Regions from separate parts of the Anser cygnoides genome. Here region 2 is linked to region 1. Evidence: chromatin contacts called from public Hi-C data. All regions are on one chromosome and are shown on one strand. The core of a region is the stretch at or near the end of the contact, and the rest is flanking DNA. Distances in the headings are between cores, read along the strand shown. Region 1 holds the start of CCNL1 (cyclin L1). Region 2 holds the start of TIPARP (TCDD inducible poly(ADP-ribose) polymerase).

The links. Hi-C and Micro-C count contacts between places; a contact is called where the count stands out from the background.
Region 2: a Hi-C map of liver shows a contact between it and region 1, with 5 times the contacts expected there. The contact joins the promoter of TIPARP here to the promoter of CCNL1 in region 1. A contact is called at or near these places in 5 of 7 Hi-C or Micro-C datasets (fetal liver, granulosa cells and liver).

The regions. Positions count from the first base shown.
Region 1 is chr9:25,575,457-25,579,780 of Taihu_goose_T2T_genome, reverse strand. It overlaps CCNL1 (cyclin L1), which reads right to left and starts at 3,024. Exons shown (of 11, transcript XM_067002730.1): 1 at 2,691-3,024; 2 at 2,416-2,490; 3 at 2,184-2,293. The coding sequence starts at 2,996. LOC136791478 (a long non-coding RNA gene) reads right to left here. Exons shown (of 2, transcript XR_010833695.1): 2 at 4,073-4,324. LOC125182277 (a long non-coding RNA gene) reads left to right here and starts at 2,463. Exons shown (of 2, transcript XR_010833694.1): 1 at 2,463-2,750; 2 at 3,850-4,033.
Region 2 is chr9:25,706,103-25,710,183 of Taihu_goose_T2T_genome, reverse strand. TIPARP (TCDD inducible poly(ADP-ribose) polymerase) reads left to right here and starts at 1,402. Exons shown (of 6, transcript XM_067002605.1): 1 at 1,402-1,670. The coding sequence starts at 1,437. SSR3 (signal sequence receptor subunit 3) reads right to left here and starts at 1,357. Exons shown (of 5, transcript XM_067002614.1): 1 at 1,164-1,357; 2 at 752-878; 3 at 1-28. The coding sequence starts at 1,302.

The sequences.
Region 1 (4,324 bases), core at 1,775-4,274:
CATTTCAGTTCTGGGTTGTGTGTGAGAAACTAGCTACGGCTTAAGTGTTAGCTTCAGATAAAAGAAGATTAAGCTAGTATTCTAAAAACCTGGACAGCAAAGAAAAAAGCTTATAACAAGATACAGGAGTTCTTCCAAATGGTTCACCAGCGGCCAACCTGTTAGTCCCCCGATTCCAGTGACCTATTCTCAGAGCACTGGCTTCTCCTTGGGGATTTTCGATACTTCACTCACTGTTGCCATGACGACAGCTTCATCTTTATGTACCACTCCACATCACCCAGGCTTTGGTAAATGTAGCTGGTCGCTGTATAGTCGGTTGCAAGGGAAAAAAGAGTTGAAGTTAATAACGTGTACAGATTATGTGATTGTAATCTTGTAAAAAGTACAGAAAAACGTTTACATCCTGCTTGTAAAAAAAAGAAAAGCAAGCCTGAATGTCAGACTTCGGCATCTTTAGATTAATTTCATGCAGATTCACTCAGAATCTCACAGCAACAATACCCATTTCTCCAGAAAATAATGGGTAGAAGTGCACGATTTCTCTCGACATGATGCGTTTTAGACACCATGTAACATGCAAAAGTGACATTCTGATTTGGAACAGGCTAGCTGGAAAGATTTAAGTTCACAGGTTAAGTTCAGTTTCTCTCATCCTTTGCATGGCACAAAGAAAAAACTAATTTGTATTCTCCTTGCAAAGAAAAGCATTACATATGATTAATTAACCTTCAACGCCTGGATCAAGGCCAAAACATTACGAATCTCTGAACCAGCTTCAATAATCCAATAACCAGACTCCTTTCTCACAACTGTAGTTAAGAAACAATACTACAGAAGTCACCTTCAGTGTAACTTCAAAAAACTCTCTCGGGGCCAACAGCTTCAAAGGAAAAGCAAAAAAAAACAACCCACAAAACTAAGTTCCTTTCATTGTACAACACTAGACCATTCTTCTTGTATCTGAAGCTAACTAGCAGAACTTGAGCACGAGGCAGTAAAAGCCGACATTTTAGAAGCCAACACAACCAAAATAAACGTACCAAGAAACAGCTGGCTTCCCTAAGGGATTTCTACTCTGCTTTGAAAAGTTAACGCAACTCAGTTTGAGCTCCTGTTGATAATACTGAGCAAGACGTGAAAGTGTGAATTTAAACATCTAGTTGAAAACGACCACCTCTCTAGAACTATAAATTACCCTGAGTTCTAAGCGATCGGATACTGAAAGTAAAGCGACTTCAGCACAGCTGAAGTCTCCAACCTGTCTGTAACACTGCTGCACCACGTATTTAAGAGATATCTTACGTTTAACAGTAACTCCTTCCTTTCAACCATTCCTTGCTACCTCCAACACACCGTGTTAATTTGCTTTACACATGAGAACATACATCACTTTACACACAAAAAAGCAGTATTAGGCACTAGCAGCTGAGAACAGCTCTACAACTAGAACACACAAATTATCCGGATCTGCACACAGATCAGGTAAGCTCACATTCCCACTTTACTGACTGACACGAACACACAATGCCATAAAAAAACAGAAGTCTCACTTTTCGCAATTAAAGATGCCTTCAGCTTCCAAGGCTCAATTATACATTCCTTGTTGAAGTCGAGTCATTAAAGCTGTAAACACTGTAGGCCAAACCATACTTGCTTCAGATTCTAAAACTGCTACTTCTAAAAAGTAATACTGCTATCGCTGAGAGAAGTTCAGCTTTCGTCTTTTGTAAACTGGTACTTTATTGCCACTATAACCCCATTTGGGTGGGTACACGCTACCACAAGAAAAGCATTAGGACTACTGAACACTGTTAAAAGACTAGAGAATATGCACCAACCCACTAATTGGCTCATCATACCTAGCACTACCTTTCAAGACCTACGAGACATCAAAAAAAATCAATTAATAGCATACCTAAAACTACAACCACGGACCTAAAACTACAACTGATACTCAAAAAACTTGTAGCTAAATAAATAATAAAAGAGGCTCTACCAAACAGTCAAAAGTAATGTTAGAAGTAGTCAGCACTGAGCTGTACTGCCTACATAGCAGCCAATGCGCGCTCCTTTCTCAATTTTAGGTCGTTGAACTTAGCCTGGAAAAATACTGTGGATTGAGAACTGCAGCGCACATTAGTGACGAAAGATGCTGGTGCCGAGATGGAAACTACTCTTACCTTTTTGCTCTTAGCTGGCGCAAGTGATGGAACACGTTGATCACATCCCTTATACGCCGAGGCGCCTCTTCGATTTTGGACGCAAGATTGATGCAGGCCATCGCAACAATCTGAAAGGAAGCCCATTTCCACCGGGTTATTTGAACGGCGATAAAAAATTAACGCTAGGTAATTAAAGAGAAGCGTGGCCTGAAGGCCTTCAGGGAGCGGCACAGCGCCGCGCCGCGCTCACCTCGAAGCTGTGCTTGACGAAGGACTTGGAGTAGAAGAAGCGATGAAACAGCACCTGCCCCGTCGCCATGGCCACCTGCGGAGACGGAGCGGCGGTGGGTCAGTGAGGGAGGCCGTCAGTCAGTCAGTCAGTCACTGAGGGAGGCCCTCAGCCCGCCCGGCCGCCATTTTGTGCCGGGCACCCGCCGCCCCCCCCCGCCCCGCCCCGCCGCGCCACAATGGCGGCCGCCCCCCCCCCCTCCTCACGGCCCGGCCCGGCTCAGCCCCCTCCCCGACCTGCGGCAGGCGGAGGAGGATGCCGGCCGCCTGGATGAGCTCGCAGCCCAGGATGCGCAGGTCGGTCTCGCACTGCAGGTCCAGGCCGTCCTGCATGGACGGCGTAGGCGACAGGCGCTCCTCGGGGATCAGCGAGTGGTCGATGGTCAGCGACACCTCCGAGTACAGCCGGTCGCCGATCAGGATACCCGGGGCGGCGGCGGCGGCGGCGGAGGAGCAGGAGGGGGCCGGCGGGGCGGCGGCTGTGGCGACGGCGGCGGCAGGGGCGGCGGCGGGGGGGGCCGGGAGCGCGGCGGCGGAGGCCATGATGGCGGCGCGCGTCCGCACCCGCGGCCGGCCACGCAGAGACTAGCGCGGCCCGGCGCCGTGACGCAGCACCCCGCGGCGTCCGCGCGGGGCACGCCGGGAAAAAAAAGTCCCCCCGCGCGCCGCCGCCCCGCCCCGCCCGGCCCTGACAGACTTTTGGGGGGGGGGGGGGGTGGCGTGAAGGGGCCCCTTCAAGCTTGTCCGTTCTCCGTAAGGAACTCCTTTACGCTCCAGATAATTTGGAGAAATCGCCCTAAAAAGTGAAATTCCTGCGTCCGCACCAAAGGGCGAGTCAAGGCGGCCGCCTCTCCGCACGCCTTACACCGCAGCGGGCGGGTTGTGACTGGAAGCGGCTCGCCCTGAGCTGCCCCAGCTGACGGTGCTTGGTGTTCCTGAGGGATGCGGGCAGGAGAACAACCCCCACGTCGGGTAACAGCGCACAACTGCTGTGGTGCGGCGCTGACGTGAGCTGGGCCACGCGACTCCTGGCTGAGAGCGCAGTCCTGCAGTGTTACCTTCCACAGGCGGGAGTGTGCGGTACTGACCGGGCTGCCGTGGCTATGCCCAGGATTTGGGAACCCACACACATACCCCAGAGTTGGGAACCCACACACGCACCCAGAATTTGGGTACACACGCACATACCCCAGAGCTGGGTACCCACACACATACCCAGAATTTGGGTACACACGCACGTACCCCAGAGTTGGGTATCCACACACGTACCCCGGAGTTGCGTACCCACACACGTACCAAGTATTTGGGCACCCACACACATACCCCAGATTTGGGAAGCCGCCCAGCCCTCGCTGCCCCCCATGCTGTCACACCCCGGTATCTCATGTCCCCACAGATCCCGGTGAGGATCCCTGCGGATTATCGGCCGTGCTGAACACATCGCCAAGCCAGTCCTGGAGGCTTCTGCGTCCCGTGGGTGCTCGCTGTGCACCTAGCCCATCGCACACAGACCTTGGTGCCAGCGGGCCGCCATCTGCACCCACTTTTCCTTACTAAAAACGTTATTTCTGCCAGCTGCACCAGTGTGGTAGCTCTTGACTACAGACACGCTGTGTATGATGCATTTATTTCTAGCAACAGGTTATTGAAGAGCGGGGAACGACCCCCTTTTTAGCAAGCTGTTATTACCGTAGTAGTTTACTACTGCAATTGTGTGCTGCTTGAGAAACAGTTCTGGCAAGCCCCAAGGGGGGCGGTGGGCAGCCGGGGCGCACCCCCACACACCCCATCGGTACAGCAGGGGTTCTACAGAGCCCAGCCCCGTTTCGGCAGAAGAGCTCGGCACAGAGGCGGCACAGCCGGGCCCCGGC
Region 2 (4,081 bases), core at 153-2,652, 130 kb before region 1:
AACAGCGTCTTCTCTTTTCTGTGCCACCCTGTAAGAAACACCATTTTTGGTGAAGTTGCAAAATGAAAAAAAAATGTGACTACAGAAGTGGCATTTTACAGGGAAGAATAAAAGTCAGCCACGAACGATACTGAACAGCTTTGCCAGGCTGAAGGAACAATAAGCAGTAATTAAATTAGGAGCAGTGCTTGTCAAATGGAGTTTGTGGCAATACCCACTGAGACCAAGGGCAGTTCTGCCATTTCATTGTGCTGCTGGCTGACAAGGCTAGTCTATTCCCTAATTACACGAGAGGTAACAGAAACCAATTAGGATTTATGGGTACCAAAGAAGCCTGGCAAGTACACGATCCATGTGCCTTTCTCCCCCACGCTGAAGTTAACGGCCTCGTGGTAACAGGCAACAGCTTTAGGAAAAGCGTGAGCGGACATTTTGGTGTCACACCTTAAATTCCCATCAAGGACTTCCAATGGAAAAGGAGTCAAGAAGCGAAGGTCACGGTTAAACACCGCAGTTGTAACTTTTCCCCCTCACGCCGTCACAGCTTAAGATCTGTATCGGTGTAAGTTAATGCAATTCAGCAGCTAATGCAATCAATTGCGAAGACAGCAAAAAGCAAGACAAAGTGCTGGATGTCTTTCCACTTCTACATAAAACAGCTCATCAGAGTAACGTTTCACGTCTTCTTACTCATAAAAACAACGCAAACGTATTTCGCGACGCGTTAATTGATACGAGCCGCCGCGCTTACTTGTGCTTGAGCACAAACTTGACGTTCTTGTAGGCGAAGGCCACGAGGTAGGTGCTGATGAGGGTCATCACGCTGTACAGCACGGCGGACTGGACGAGATCCATGTGCCATATCCTCCAGTAAAGCCCTTCAGAAACGAACAGCGGGCAGCGTTAGCGCCTTATGGCCCCGCGCGGAGCCCCCGGCGCCCCGCAGCCCCCCCGGCACCCCGCAGCACCCCCCCCGCCCCCAGCCCGGCCCGGGGCCGCCACGTCGGCAGCGGGGGGGGGGGTGAGGACGGAGCCGGGCCGCGGGCAGAGTCCTGAGGGGGGAGGGGGGGGGCGCCGCTCCCCGGGCCCAGCTCAGCTCAGCTCGGCTCGGCCCAGTCCCGGTGCCGGTCCCGGTGCCGGTGCCTGCCCCCCGCGGCGCTCACAGATGGGGATGGCGGAGACGATGAATGCGTTGCCGAAGAAGAGCGCGGAGGACTTGGCCGAGAGGTTGCGGCTGAAGTCCTGCAGCAGCAGGTCCTCCTCCGACTGCTGCCGCCCGCCGGGGCCGCCCCTGGGCGCCATGGCCGCCTCACCTCACGGAGCGCCGCGGCGGGGCGGGGCGGGGCGGCGCGGGGCGGGGCGGGGCGGGACCCGTCGCTTCCGGGACCCGCCGAGGGGACTTCCGGCGGCGGAGGGGGCTGACAGGGACCGGGCACATGCGGCGACCCGGGACCTGGGACCTGGGTCCGGGACCTGGGACCGGGACCTGGGACCGGGACCGGGACCGGGACCTGGACCTGGGACCTGGGACCTCGGACCTGGGACCGAGACCTGGGACCGGGACCTGGGACCGGGCTGAGGGCGCCCCCGGTGCGGAGAGAGGAGCCTCGCCCCGCCTCACCTCGCCTCACCTCACCTCGCCTCACCTCACCTCGCCTCATGGCCCCCAGGTCCGCAGCACGAGGAGGGCAGGGCAGGGCAGGGCAGGGCAGGGCAGCTGGAGACGAGGTGGGTTCGTGTCACCGCCTGTACCCGTTATAACGAAGAAGAGACTTAGAAAACGCGTGTAAGCGGAGCGGGGCTCTGCTGTTCGGCCCCGTACCGAGCTCCTCTCACCGAGTGCAGCGGTGTTGTGGCGCACGCCGAGCGCAGCGTGAAGTTGGAACATCCCCAGCGTTGTGCTGGTACCTGCGGGGAGCGACGGGAGGAACGCGCCCGGTGCTGGGGCCGGCCTCCCTCCGTGGCACGGGGCTGTGCCTGCAGCAGGGCCCCGGGCTGCCCCGCAAGCTGGTGAGGTGAGGTGAAGCACGGTGACCCCGATGAGGAGAAGCACGGTGACCCCGATGAGGAGAAGCATGGTGACCCCGATGAGGAGAAGCGCAGTAACCTGCTGAGATGAAGCACGGTAACGCCAAGCACCAGCAGACCGAGCGGTGAGTACTGAGCCTGCTGTGCCCCCGCGAAGAGGCCGGGACCCGCCTCGCCCCTTCATCCACCCCCTTGCTCTTCATCACTCGGGTGGCAGCGCCACCCGCACGCAGGCACCCTGCTGTCACGGGTCTGCGACCGCTGACGGGAATCCCATCGCTTGGGAGCGTGTGGCAGGGGGCCCCGGGGTGGCGGCCCGGGGGGCTTCGGCTGCTGCCCTTTGGCGTTGTTGTTCGCCGCAGCTCTCGAGCAATCGGTGATGGCTCCCACACCTAGCTGGATTAAACTATTTGAGCTGTGCTTTCTTAATTTCTAAACGTTTCTGTGGCTGTCTGAAAACGGAGAAAAGATAAACTTGCTTAAAAGTAACAGAAAAGGAATTCAGACTGTTTCAATTAAATAATTTTCTCCGTGGGAATGGAGGTCATCAGAGGCATTTTAGTGGACGGTTGTTTCAAGGGCTTTAACCTTCTGAGCATGCACGTGTGTATTGCACGGGACTTTCTTGACAATCTTGTTTGTAAAACCCTTTAAAACCAAATGTGTAGTGGGTAACATCGCCATTCGATCAATATTATAGGAATTTCCTTATTGAAGTGTGTTGTTAGAGTTGTCAAAAGTAGTTGGAAAGCGCAGGACAGATTACGTGTAAGATTGTTTTAATATTCCGGCTTGTTGCCCGTGTTTTTGCACAGATTTCTTCCTCCGCTCATCTGGGTAAATGTGTGTTGTGGTGGAATGTAATTAAGTTTTTGTTCAGGGTTTGGGTTTATGTGAGCAGCACGGTAGCATTTCGGAACGCAGTCTGCCTGGTGCCCATCTGGCTCTCCGTTAAGATGAAGTGTGACTTTGTTTTGTGCAGAAGAATGATGAAAGACTTTTTTTTGGAAAAAACAAACAAGCGCTTTGATTTAAAAAAAACTCTTGGCACTGGGTAACAGGAATGTAAGCAGAACATCGCATACAACAAAACTGTCACCTCATGCTCAGTCTAAGTGTGTCGTGCTCGCTTCCCCAAAAATAAATTGGGACATGGACTTCTGCCAAAGCAATTCAAGTTTTTGTTTAAGTACCCAAATCCGTGTTGTGCTGAATGCATCTTATCTGAAGCTTTTTTCAGAAGCCACTGGGGACATGAGGCTTCAAAACCAGAGGAGCAATGGCTCTTGTTCCCAAGGCGAAACTTGTTCTGCTAACACAGATGTTGGTACTGTCAGCCTTGTAAGTTATGAAGAATGTTGCTTACCAATTTTCATATTAGAACGCGGAAGGAGTGGTACGTATTCTGGAAACACGAGGCTTATCTTTGCTTCTCACACTTCTAAAACTCAGCTGGACTAAGCTAAAAGCTGTAAATTTGGGCAGAGGCATTTCCCAGCAGGGTTTGTTCTGCCCGTTTTGCTGTCTCCACTTCCCTGGGCGAAGTACAGACTCAGAGCCACGTTGGTGTCGGGTTGGAAAGCAGGCTCTGCCCGGCAGCTGATAAGCACCGAACCGTCTGCTCCTCAGCAAAGCTGTGGTTGTCACCTTCTGTGCTAACATGAATCTGAATGTCCCGGGGTCTAAGAACGATTGTCATCAGTCTGACCGTCTGACTTCGGTGTGTGTTACCGATTGGATTCTGACGGTCTGTGTGCTTAGGGTGCACGGGAAAATAATCATGAGGCTGCAGCACAGCAACTCCACGATGTATTCCTAGGTTTGTTTGGTTTTTCAGCTGGTTGATTCGTGCCATCTCTTCCTTTAGGTTCCAAAATCCTAAGAGAATCCCTAACATGCAGAAGGGGCTGCCCCTGTGAGGCAGCGCAGGCAGGGGGCAGCCTCAAGGCGGGTGAGGAGCAGGACCAGGAGAGTTTTGTGGTGGCTCTTCCCGTAGGTGCCCTGGGGCCGGGGAGCTGCAGCGCCGTTGTAGCTCCAGTAGCAAATTCCAGTG